Linked DNA regions of Zea mays: region 2 is linked to region 1. A link is a contact called in public Hi-C data. All regions are on one chromosome and are shown on one strand. Each heading gives the region's core, a stretch centred on a gene start, on an enhancer-like site or on the middle of the called end of the contact. The rest is flanking DNA. Distances are from core to core; before and after follow the strand shown. Region 1 holds the start of LOC100216924. Region 2 holds the start of LOC103650693 (BTB/POZ domain-containing protein FBL11).

The links. Hi-C and Micro-C count contacts between places; a contact is called where the count stands out from the background.
Region 2: a contact with region 1 is called in a Hi-C map of leaf, with 7 times the contacts expected there. The contact joins the promoter of LOC103650693 here to the promoter of LOC100216924 in region 1. A contact is called at or near these places in 5 of 25 Hi-C or Micro-C datasets (bundle sheath, ear, endosperm and 2 more).

The regions. Positions count from the first base shown.
Region 1 is chr3:146,729,608-146,736,163 of Zm-B73-REFERENCE-NAM-5.0, reverse strand. LOC100216924 reads left to right here and starts at 2,342. Exons shown (of 3, transcript NM_001370802.1): 1 at 2,342-2,551; 2 at 3,862-3,928; 3 at 4,018-4,426. The coding sequence starts at 2,468. The coding sequence ends at 4,274. It overlaps LOC100284124 (glycerol-3-phosphate dehydrogenase), which reads right to left. Exons shown (of 11, transcript NM_001157021.2): 4 at 6,354-6,556; 5 at 6,144-6,251; 6 at 5,827-5,890; 7 at 5,696-5,733; 8 at 5,483-5,603; 9 at 5,358-5,412; 10 at 5,235-5,283; 11 at 4,710-5,155. The coding sequence ends at 4,973.
Region 2 is chr3:147,409,076-147,415,631 of Zm-B73-REFERENCE-NAM-5.0, reverse strand. It overlaps LOC103650693 (BTB/POZ domain-containing protein FBL11), which reads left to right and starts at 3,327. Exons shown (of 19, transcript XR_564324.4): 1 at 3,327-3,563; 2 at 3,644-3,694; 3 at 3,780-3,906; 4 at 4,208-4,343; 5 at 4,454-4,503; 6 at 4,637-4,725; 7 at 4,808-4,916; 8 at 5,057-5,096; 9 at 5,230-5,375; 10 at 6,477-6,556. LOC541623 (root cap protein 1) reads left to right here and starts at 1,666. Exons shown (of 2, transcript NM_001111378.2): 1 at 1,666-1,965; 2 at 2,058-2,972. The coding sequence starts at 1,704. The coding sequence ends at 2,824.

The DNA of each region.
Region 1 (6,556 bases), core at 1,093-3,592:
TACTGCAGATTATCGACCACCTAACTGATCGCATATAAATCAAAGCAAAATAAATCATGAAAGACAAATTCTGGAGTATTATTTAATTTCTATCTATAGCCTGCTTAGACCTCCATGGCTATTATCTCTATGGACTCTCTGAATAGCTCTAAATAATTAAAAGGGGTTATTATAGCATTCTAGTACCAGAAAAAAAATTTGGTGAAACTTACTTCGCACAAAATCGTCAATTCAAGACATAGTTTATTGTTTAATTGTGAATGAGTGTAACCCTTGTCCTATACAAATGTTTAACTTAACAGTCTCCACCAAAAAATCCTGGTATATTAAAGAACCATGACTTTGAGATTGTTTAATACCTACCCTAGAATTTGGTGGACATTGTTAGTTATTATTGTGGGTTTGACCCATAAAAAATTTAAATAAATTATAAGACCCATATTAAATAAAGTATACATTATGGTTTATTATAATATGGACGTTGGCCAGATGTTAACTTAACTTGTACGATTATACTATATCTATCTGCATGGAGATGTTAAGAATGTGATAAAGATGTACCACGTGTGCGCACGTTGTCGCTAAGGCGAGGCCTGGTGTGTCATGGCGTGAAGCGGGCACAATTGTAGCGTGGTGGAGTATGATGATATTTTGCCACTCATGGAATTACTGCATGTGGAGGAAATAGGGGTTATTGAGAGTTTTCCCTCTCTTGATCTCCCTCGATCGGAACTCCCGGAGTTATGGGAGTTTCTCATCTCTTGATTTCCCGTGATTGGAACTCTTGGAGTTACGGGAGTTTCCCATCTCTTGATCTCATGTGTCCGCTTGGTTCTCCTAGCTCATGTATATAAGCTTCATTATGTCATTGTCACTTGGTTCGCCCCTACTTCTGCTATTAGTCAAGTTGCCCTCACGGTGCAGTGGAGCGTGACAGTGTCTAACCACTCAGGGAAATATTACATGTAGTGGAGGGGGAGTTATCGGGAGTTTTCGATCTCTTAATCTCTTATGATCGTAATGTTCAAAGTTACAAGAGTTTCTCATCTCTTGATCTTCGACGATCATAACTCCTAGAGTTATAGGAGTTCCCTGTCTCTTGGTCTCTCATGCCCATTTGGTTCTTTGGTCTCGCCTACATAAGGTTCATCATTTCATTGTTACTCGGTCCTCTTCTACTTCTATTGTGGGCCAAGTTTTCCCATTTCGTTTCTCGTGCGCACGATCATTGGGAGAGCATACCTTCTAAACGAGTGTCGCTCGAGAGTTCACTTGCTAAGGCGAAGGGCAGCAATCACGTTTTTGGGGAGTGTCCATAAGCGACATGACTGCTCACTCCATTAGCTTCTTCTCAAGGAATTGGCGGTGATGAGTGACATGCACGAGCATACCGGCTCTGACAACACGTCGTGATGCCTCGCGCTCCTCCTCGCTCTTCAGCACACACACACACACTTTATCGACAAGGTCGCTAGCAAGGTTATCCTCCACTATGAATCATTTAGGGCCCTTGGTGATGTTTTGGTAATTAATGACAACCATTTGTGCACTAACAATTCTTTGAGAAATAAGAATGCAGGTTAGACCACAGAGAACAGAAATTCTTGGAGACTTATAAGCATTGGTCGTGTTTTAGCTGAGCTTGCAGTTAATTGAAAGGCATGAGAGCCTAGTTTTTTTTAAAAAAATGACTTTAGAGCATCTCCAAGAGTCTTTCTAAATTCCACTTTTTAAATTATTATTTGAAGAGTCATTTACATAAAAACCATTTTTATATCTTTCAATTTCCAACAGCTTTTCTATATGTTGTTTACACTCTAAAGAGTTATTCACGTTTTATATCATTGGCTAGCGAGAAACTTGGAATAGAAGATAGCTATATTTAAATAATCATTTAGATACAATGTTAGAAGGTATTTTTTATGTAAAAAATTATATTCATAGTAAGAATATAGAGTCAGTTGGAGTACTCTTAGAGTTGAAATGCGAAAATAGAACTTTAGAGTTGAAATCAGAGATGCACAAGAGACTGAGACTGCACATGTAAAAGTTGCTCACGCACGCATTTCATACCACTTGACGGTGATGAATGTAGTGTAGGAGTACAAGAGGCTGCAGATCCGATCTGTTGTGGCCACACGGGCATCGCAGGCGTGTGCTGGGCGCACGCGATCCGATGCGACGAAAGGAAACGGGTGGGTGAGTGTAGCGGGGGTAGGTAGCTGATGACCTCTTTACATACCCAGATAGACGATGACTGGTGGGTCCCTTTTTCATTACCCCCACCTCCGTGGCGAGGCTCCCCCACCTACTAATACCTGTCCTCTCTCGCTCGCCTGTCGCCTTTGTATTCGTCTTGCTCCAGCCGCCGTCGGATCGGATCCGATCCAAAGCAAGCAGCAGCAGCCGGCTCCGCCTCCCGCAGCAGCCACACCCCGTCCGTCACCAGAGGAAGAGGAAGAGGAGGATGTCGGGGTCGAAGGTGTACACCCTTGAGGAGGTGGCCAAGCACAACACCAAGGATGACTGCTGGCTCGTCATCGGCGGCAAGGTTACTTCTCCCCCCTTTCTATCTGTACAGTATCTCTCTCTGGCTTTTGGGAATTCAGAAGGATCCCTCCCTCCCCTTGCCTTCCTGGTCCTGGGGTGGGAACCGTCGATCTTCCCCTTCATCGGATGTATCATTAAGATCCGTTTTCGTTAGCTGCCTGGAATCGAGCTCTGTCACCTGCAACGTTGAAACGAAACGATTCATTCCCTTGGGATCCGGGAACTCTGCCTGTCCTTTTTGGATTCCGATTCCGATTCCGGTTCAGCCCTATCCCTAATCCCTAGTTAGGAGTAACAACAAATCATGGAAGCGATAGGATAGCTTCTACTGTACCTACCTAACCTAGTACTGGTGTTCATAACCCACCCCCCTGGTTGCTAGTGCCAAAAAAAACATCGATCTTCCTAGTGGAGAATTCGATTTCATCTCACCGCCCTGTTTCATTCCGGTTCAGCTGCTTCTGCCGCCTCTAGTCTGGACGACTCATTTTCCTGCGACATCTAGTTAGACCACGATGAGTAAATCAAACACGAAACGCAACGATAACACTCCTGTGCTGTGCGTGCACAAGACCATCACTGACACCTGAAGACCATCCATCGTACCTGGTGTGGTATGTTGTTGGGGCAACCATGATTTCTCTTTACCATTTTGCTTGCTTATTATAGGTTATTATCTACTGCTCAGATGGTTCAGCCTCACTCTCTTCTTTAGAACATCTCCGCACTCTCTCAGGATCTCCAAGAACCATCCTTAGGATGTTGATTCACAAATGATAGGAAACATATACGCCTTTTACTGACCATATGCTTGCTGACCTATTATTACTTTCTCCTGGGTACCTCCGTCCATTGTCCAGATTTGTCTGTACATGCTGATTTAGGTGGTGGTTTTTTTTGGTGACCTCTCTCACTCTCTTTGAGCCTGACCCACTCCTTAAAGATTGTCATGTAGCCTATAATAATATCTGGTGCCTCGCTTCCGGAAATCATATCATTGTGGTACAACTGGAATGCTCTTGTTGCCGTCTTTTTTTGTTTCGTCTGGGATCCACAATCTAGGTGGAGTGTAATACTCAAGATCCCTGTTTTGTGAATACTGGCAAAACAAAAAATATATATACCTGTCTAGATGCGGGATGCCACTAATTTACCAAAAAAAAACTGGTGGTGATTGGATGTGATGAACAGAAAAGCTGTGCTAGTCATTCTCTAATTCAGCTGAATGGCAGTGGCACCATGATGTTTCTGCAGTAGCAAAGCTTCATTTGATGAAAAAAAATAAGGAAACCCTTTTCTGTTTGTGTTTAGGTGTACAATGTGACCAAGTTTCTGGAGGACCACCCTGGAGGTGATGATGTCCTGCTGTCTTCCACTGGTAAAGCTGCAATACTTGTCATACCAAGCGTTTGAAGCTGGTGAAGGTGTCATTTCAGCAGATTCTGACTGTTATGGGTGTTTTTGCAGCCAAGGATGCTACCGATGATTTCGAAGATGTGGGGCACAGCACCACCGCCCGTGCAATGATGGACGAGTACCTCGTCGGTGAGATTGATGCGGCCACGATACCCAGTAAGGTGAAGTACACGCCCCCCAAGCAGCCGCACTACAACCAGGATAAGACCCCGGAGTTCGTCATCAAGATCCTCCAGTTTTTGGTCCCCCTGGCAATACTGGGCCTGGCTGTTGCTGTAAGGATCTACACCAAGTCGGAATCTGCCTAGTCATCTGAACCAAGTTAGCGAGGGTTGCATCTTGTACCAGAGTCGCATGTCAGAAACTTGAGTCTTTGCTGTCATACGGTTATATTTATATGAGACTTCTATCGGTAAAATGAAATGGATGTCAGAAACTTCATTGTTGTTCGCTGTGGTTTTGTTCTGTTGTCCCCTTTTCTAACCGGGATATGTTTGGGAAATATACTTTCTGGAAGTGCCCTCATTAGTTTAACAAAACTACAAAAGGGTATTCACTATAAAGTTTGCATGCGTTCAGAACTTTATATTACTCATATGTTCTTTTTTTGTTTCTGTATTTTTTGTTTGTTTGTGACGTTTTAGTTTGAAAATGAAACAAACATCGAGAACGGAACGGAGGTAGTACAACATTGGCATACCATCAGTATCTAGAGATGAGCTATCAGGTGATGAGTCTGAATTGGCTGACAATTTATACTGCAGTTTTCTTGATCTGTTTTTTGGGGGTTTGTTTCCTCAATACAAATTATAAGCTGATCCGCATTCACCGATTTGCAACTAGTATTAATACTGGATACAAGACCACAGATTCATATGCACCTAATAAGGTGACATGACTGAAATCATATTTATATGCAAAACATATTCAGATATTCAACATATCTCATATTTCTTAGTTTATAACAAGTGATACTGGAGCACTAGTCCAAACAGCAGTATCTAGCTCAGTAGAATGGAGTATGACCACCGATGATGGAGAGATTTGGCGTGTGCTCACTGTATTCAACTATCGATGTAGGAGGCAACTGCCCAATACAGATCTCATGCACTGTTGATAACAGAGGAAACAGCTCCTGCCATCCTCGATAAGTCAACACTTCATAGACTTCCCTTGCTGTGGACACTCCCTGTAAAATTAAAGAGATCAGATGCACCCAGCAGAGTATTTCTCTATGCATTGCATGGCATCATATATATTTGCTTTACCTGGAGTTTTTGGCCACGCAACATCTCTGCCTCCAGTTCATCAAAAGACCTGTATCAGCAATATAAGATGGTATCACTATGCAACCGCAGCCACCATTTCGTGTAGTTTAAAGCAAAACAAACCTTTTGCCACCATTTCGTGCAAAGGCCTCAGCCACTCTTCTGTTCCTCCCACCAACTGTCATGGAGCACTCACTTTTCAGTATCCATCTGTTGGATGGTTAATTGGCAATGGTGAAGATACGTACGGCACGTGGTTATTAGGTCGGCGACACCACAGCTCTCGAAGAACGTGTTGTCTCTGACTGAAGGGAACAGAAGCTTAGAGAAAGCACGCATTTCTCGCAAACCAATCCTCATTATTGCAGCCTAACCAAAAAAAAAATGAAAGAAAAGAGGCCATAAGATCACACGGTGCCATCAAAACCATGTCTTTTATTCGAAATGTCTTGAATTGCAACCTTTGTATTGTTTCCCATATCCAAGCCATCCACAAGGCCTACAAGCAAGACAATTCTGCCACATGAGCCATTAATATGTTTAAAGCAAAAGAATGGATGTAAACACACGAAACACTTGATCCATTAAAAACCTGCTGCAATAGCCACGATATTTTTCAGAGTTCCACACAGCTCTACTCCTTCAATATCTTCTGCCTGCATAGGGAGGACAAGATGCATCGATAATTCAACGCTCATTTTATAACTGATAGATTATCTTCTATGCTTCTAATACTATTTGTTTTATATGAGGTGTTAAGCATGACGTTCATTGGTACCTATGTACCCGTACATAATTCTTTTATGAAAGGAATTCAGCATTTCCTAAGATGATGCTTTTCATGTTCCGAAACATAACGTGTATGTTCTCTGCTACATTTATTTATGAGAATAGAGTAGAAGAACTTACGACAGAAACTAGGAAGTAGGGTGTGGTAAAAAGTTTAGCCCATCGATTTGCCACTTCCTTATCTTTCCTATACCCAATTGTTGCTTCACTGAACTCTTCGACAGCAATCTGCACTAGAAAAATATATACATGTAACCATCTATTATTTTTGCTTACGAATGAAGACTACATGAAACTAAACTCTGCAGAGCAAGTCGAAGGAATGGTTGCCTCGTTTGCAATGTTAGCACCCATGAGCACACAGCAATTGATTCCAAGTGTATCCGCGATTAACTTGGATATCATGCATGGCCCTTCCATCTTGACCTCCATGCCCTTGATGAGGGAGATAGCCTCAGCTCCTGGTGTTAGCTTCCCTACAAGCTTCTTACATATACCCTCCACAAATTGATGGGGCGTCACAAAAACCAGCA
Region 2 (6,556 bases), core at 2,078-4,577, 680 kb before region 1:
CAAAAAAATATATGCTGACCTCGTAGTTGTGGTAGTTCCTTACCATGAACCATCAACCGAATGGACGTATACACAAGTACATATTTGACCTCAATGGCCATGCATAAATGTTATTAAGCAATGATGATATACATGTTTCATTGTCATCTAATCGTTGTACATTAACAACTTATCGAATAAGTTGTGTGTCGTTGCAACACACAAGCATTGTACTTGTATAGTTCATACATCACTTCTTGTGCGTCACATGAGGTGGGCACACCATTCGTAGTGCCATTCTCATGGATTCCATCTAGGGGCGGATACAAGCCTCGGGCCACTCGATAGATTAAATAGATTTGTCCGGGATGTGATCAGATCCTAGATTCGCCCCTGATTCTATCAACATGGTACCTAGTGGATATATGGTTGCAGGGAGAGAGAGAGAAAGAGGACGAGCAAATAGAGTGGCCAGAAAGGGAGGGAGGCAAAGGATTAGAGACAAAAATGGTGTTTTAACTGAACCAAAAATGTATATTTTATTAGGTATGGTGTCCTCTAACAAATTTGCCACAAACTGGCAATTAGATTTTCTTGTCGTCTGCTGGCAACACGACATCACTTTCGGCGTCACTTAGCAATTTTTTCTAGTGATGATAAGGTCTAGCAGGTGTTTGATATGGCTCCAAAATAAAACTCCAAAGAAGAGATGATCAAAGCTAGCCAAACAACCTAACTCTCCAAGGAATTTCAGGAATTGCAATATAATTTTTTTGTAGTGCATCTTTGCTGCTCCGAAATCTAGAAAACTGTAGAGCTACTCCATGCTAAAGCTGTAGAGCCGAGCCATCTTCAATTCTGATAAAAAAGCCCAAGACTAGCTAGCTCTCTAGCACAAGACAAGACAAAAAAAAAACACGCCTTCTTTCCTTTCGAGCTAGTAAACTTTTTTCCCACAAGAAATGGTCATTACTGAACCCCCTTTTGTGATTCATTATATTGGAATACCCAATACTAGAAGGGAAAAAAATTTAAAGGTGGTCACATTCCACATCCAAAGATAAAGTGAATATTAATTGTCATGTATGATCCTTTATCAATTTGCCTCGATCTCCATAGCGAAACAACTCACTTTTTTTGGTAAGTGAAACTTGTTTGTTGTTATTAATTTTCAACATAAAAAAAACTCACTTTTTTTTATATTCTTTGCTTGCTTCGAATTATATCAATTGTACGTGGTCGATACTCGATAGTATGATGCATGCTATCCGGCTAACTAACATGCATGCATGGGATGGGGATGGGAGAGCAAGTTGGGGTTGGACGCTTTCCTTGCTGCTCAAGGAGCAGCTAGCTAGCAGCTTGCTATAGAAAGTAGGCATTGCTTTTAATGCAATCGCACATCATCGATCTAATATTAATCTTGGCCGTGGCGTTGACCTTCTTGCATGATATGGTTGGTCCGGCGATGGATGGACATGCATGCATGCAACAGCTAGTACGTACGACGTACTACGTGCAGGTTGCTTACAAACAAGAGATCTGAATGGAAGAGCATGCATTTGCTGATCCGGGACTCAAGGGCCAATCCATCCATCCCCAGCCGGCCGCGATGTGTAAATGTCAACTGAAGATGCAGGCTAGGGACATGCATGCATTATATATATAAGCTACCTCCAGCTTTGGCTGCGATCAAGACACCAATTAAGCCAGAGCAGTCTACAATGGCTCACAGTCACAGAAGCAGTATGAGCTTCTGCTTGGTGTGCATCGTCGTCATGGCGGCGGCGGCGGCGTTGTTGCAACCCGCATCTTCTCAGCAGGCGGTGCCGGACATCCCGAACCTGAAGGTGGGCTCCAACGATCGCAGCACGACTCTCAAGTGCACCAACATCAAGAGCAACAAGACCACCTGCAGCGCCACCTGCAACGCACGCTGCCCTCACAAGTGCCTCATCCAGTGCCCAAGCTGCAAGACATTCTGCTGTACGTACGGATCGGAGTATTTCATTTCGTCCATCTTAACAATTAATTTGGTTCCTTTCCATCTTAATAATTTGATATATATGCACATGCAGTGTGCGACTTCTATCCCGGCGTGTCCTGCGGCGACCCACGCTTCACGGGCGCCGACGGCAACAACTTCTACTTCCACGGCAAGAAGGACCGGGACTTCTGCATCGTCTCCGACGCCGCCCTCCACATCAACGCGCACTTCATCGGCAAGCGCAACCCGGCCATGAGCCGCGACTTCACCTGGATCCAGGCGCTGGGCATCCGCTTCGCGCACCACCACCTCTACGTCGCCGCCCAGAGGACGCCCAGGTGGGACGCCGCCGCCGACCACCTGGCGCTGGCCCTCGACGACGAGGACGTCGACGTCGCGTCCCTGCTGCCGCGCTTCGTCGGCGCGCGCTGGTCCCCGCCCACGGCGCCGGCGCTGTCCGTCACCCGCACCGCGCGCGTCAACACCGTCGTCGTCGAGCTCAGGGGCGCCTTCCGCATCGTCGCCAGCGTAGTGCCCATCACCGCCGAGGACTCGCGGATCCACAACTACGGCGTCAGGGAGGACGACGGCGACACCCTCGCGCACCTCGACCTCGGCTTCAAGTTCTACGACCTCACCGACGACGTGCACGGCGTGCTGGGCCAGACCTACCGCCCGGACTACGTCAACAGCCTCAACGTCACATCCAACATGCCCGTCATGGGAGGCGCGCCGGACTACCTCTCCTCCGACCTCTTCTCCACCGACTGCGCCGTCGCACGCTTTGGCGGACGCCGACACCAGCAAGGCACCGCCGCTAATATTGCCATGCTCACCGACGACGACGACATGGAATGAATAACAAAGGACACGTCGTACGCGCGATCGACGACTTCACCGTACCATTCCATTACCATCTCGGAGGATATCGATCCATCCATCGTTGTGTGTCTTCTACACTAGCTAGTGAATGAAGAAGCAGCAATAAACCCATTGAAATTATATATTATATATTCAACAAATAAGGCTTATAAATACATATGCATGCATGTATACTCCTAATTAATTAATTAAATACTCCTGATTTTATTTTACAATGCATGGATGTTTAAGTAATCGATCGAGCTTCACTTGATAGTTCGTGGAATTAAGAAACTGAGCACAAGATAAAATGTAATCGAGTGCTTAACAATTTTGGGACTCTCATCATCACAACTCACAAGCAAAACAAAAATGGAAACAAACAATTTTAGTTTCTTGGTGGGCCTTGGCAGTGTGGAGTTGGGCCTGTGGCTCGTCTAACTCGATCCGGAGGCCCATCTCACGAAGTCACAACAAGAGAAAACAGTTTTTTTTAGCTTCCGGAAACAGTCCATCTCTCGTCCTTGACAGAGTAACCAAACCAAGCACCACGCGCGGCCATGGCCTTCCCCGCCGACGCGCTGGTTCTAGAGATCACCGACACATCATCCTCCGCCACCGCCGCCGCCGCCCGTGCTCCATCCTCACCTTCTCCCCCGCCGCTGTCCATCTCCGACCTCGCGCGCTTCGACCCGCTCCCATCCCCAACCGTTGCCGTTCGCGTCGACCGGCACAGGCAAGCGACCACTCTCCCATCTCAACCTACCCCCTAGCTGATTCCTGCGCTCTGGTAATCGAATCCTACCTCGTGGGCAGGCTAATCGAGAGCTCCTCCTACTTCCGCGCGCTCCTCGGCGGCAGCTTCAGGTCAGCGAAAACCTAAGCCTCGAGTTACTACTACAAGTTAGTGGCGACTGGGCAGGTATCTCATCGGCGCTGTGTGTGGATGCAGTGAATCCGGCAGAGAGCATGTGCGTGTGGGCTGCAATTTGGAGGCTGCTGTGCAAGTGCTGCGCTACCTTTTTGAGCCTTCCGAGAGCTTTAACATCACGCACAACAATTTCCTCCCCCTGTTGGAGGTACCCACAGTCCTGAAAGTCTAAAGTTGTGCTTCTCTTGGTTGATAACACAAGACAACACCCTTCTAGATTATCTTTTTTTATTATGTTTCATAAATTCTATGCCATGGGAATAGGAATTCCATTAGTACTGTGTACCATCGTTAGCAGTTACTAGTAAACCTGTGCCTGATAGAAAGCTGCTGGAGGAAGATGGTCATTTATGCCATAGCCATACTCATTGCTAAATTTGAGGCTAGTGCTACTGCCTTCGGTTCATGTCAGGTGCTACCCTAAGTCTCCAACTTCACTTATCATCCAGGGAGCTTTGTTTCTTGCTGTTGAGAGCCTTCTAGTGGAGTGTCAAAGATGGTTCGGCACCATAGCCTCTCAAACTTCTGCCATGTCAGTTCCATTAGATTTCATAATTGAAGTCTGGTACTTTGCTGAAGAGCATGGTGAGTTCTTTTGCTATAGTGTTCTGACATTTCCAGGTAATATTTTCCATTTTGAACAAAATCTAATCAATTCTTTAAGGTTTTTTTTCTGGCTTTGGATATGTTTGCAGGTGTTACTTTTGTTCAAGACATTTGCCAAAAATTTCTAGCTCAGAATTTTGTAGGTACAATTACTGCATTATGTGCATATTCTTTGAGAAATATATTTCCTGGCGATGTTTGGTTCCTTTCTGATATGCTCATGTATTATGCAACATGCTTTCTGTACCACTGCCGTTCTGTGGACCATGCAGGCACATGCTATCTCAGGAAGGTCATTTAATAAAATACCTTATGATTTGCTATGTTCAGCGATCAAATGTCCACATCTGACAGTGGATAGGTTTGTTGTATCTTCTCTCAGTGTTATTCTATAATATGATTCCCTTCTCTGAAGCTAAAATAATTTGCTGCCTTTTGTCCAGTGAAAAACAATTGTGTGAAGCAATTTTGTATTGGGTTTCAGAAAATATGAAAGCCTGTGAACAATCAAACCCCAACTCAGTAGATGGCCACCTCTTCATTCTTAGCAAGGTACGGCATTCCTCAAAATGTGTGGGTAGTATTTAGTGTCAAGTCTATTTTGCCATCTTTACTATCTGTTGTACTATATTAGTTCATCAAGCCTCTGGATGTCTTGACTTATGCATATCTTTTCATTTGAACTGTTTCAGCAGGTGAAGATATGCCTTTTACCATTAGGATTTGCGGCAGGTACAGCTCCTTGATCTATAAATTTAAAGTTATAACAGACATTTCCCTTGTTTGTTCCTTCTTTTACACTACATATCTTCCACAATTTCTTGTCATGTATTAGTAATACAGTGGAAGATTCTATTTTTATTAGGGACAATGAGGCATTGGTTTGACTTTGGAAACAAGATCATATGCACTATTCTTGATCTTCTCAAAGACAGTTTGAAAACTTTATTGGATGCTGTTGATGATGGTAACTTGGATCGATATTGCATTCGAATAACAGAATATTCAAAGGTTATTCACTCGTGTTTTACTAATATTGCCATGATACATTTAAGCAGTCTAGAATGAATTATTGACCTTTATGTTATGTTTTGTTTTCTTGTTGCTTTGCAAAATATTATACTGCTACCTTTAGTCAGCGAAACCTAATGCAACTACTTCATGTACTTTAATCTGAGATCAAATGCTGGGAAATAGGTGAAGTTTGTTGGAAATAATCTTGTGTCTAGGTGCATGCTAGTGTCTAGGTTCATAGCATTTACTTTAGCTAAATTTCAGCATGGTGTAATAGGAAGTAATAGAACTAAAACCTAATATATGAGATGTGACTTCAGCACCACTACTACACATGAGGCATGAGATGTTAATTTGGAAGGTCAAGCGGTGTCTAGGAAGGATACATTTCGGTATTTAGGATCGATGCTACATAGAGATGTAGATATTGATGAAGATGTTAGTTATAGAACCAAAACAGGGTGGATGAAGTGGCATCAAGCATTTGTCGTTCTATGTGACAATGGGGTACCACTGAAGCTAAAAGGCAAGTTTATGGGACGGTGAATATCTGCTATGTTGTATGGTGCAGAACGTTGGCCTACAAAAATATGACATGTTCAAGAGATTAAGTGTTGCATAAATGCGTATGTTGCGTTGGATATGTGGCCCTACAAGAAGGGATCGAGTTCAGAATGATGATATACGTGATGAACTACAAGAAAAGTTTGTCTAACACCGGTTGAGATGGTTTGGACATGATCGACAGGGACCTCTAGAGATACCAATGCGTAGTGGGATCCTAAGGTGTGATAGCAATGGGAGGAGATGCAGAGAAAGGTTGAAGTTGACATGGGAAGGGACAATAAAATGAGACTTGAAAGAATGGAATATCCCCAAAGATTTAGTCTTCAATAGGAGTGCATGGAAAATATCTATCCATGTATCTGAACCTTGACTTGTGTTTTTTTTGTTGAATTTCAATTCTAGCCTACTCCAACTTGCTTGGGACTAAAAGACTTTGTTGTTATTGTTGTACAAATGCATTAGCTTTTGACTTTCACTATCCATAGCAGACCATGCACTTTGTGTATTAAGGATAATAATTTTATTTTGCAGAACATAGTGCTTTCAGGATGTCCCCAAGTAACTACAGCATTCTTGTACATATCTGTTCTCCCTAATGATCTGAGTGTTTC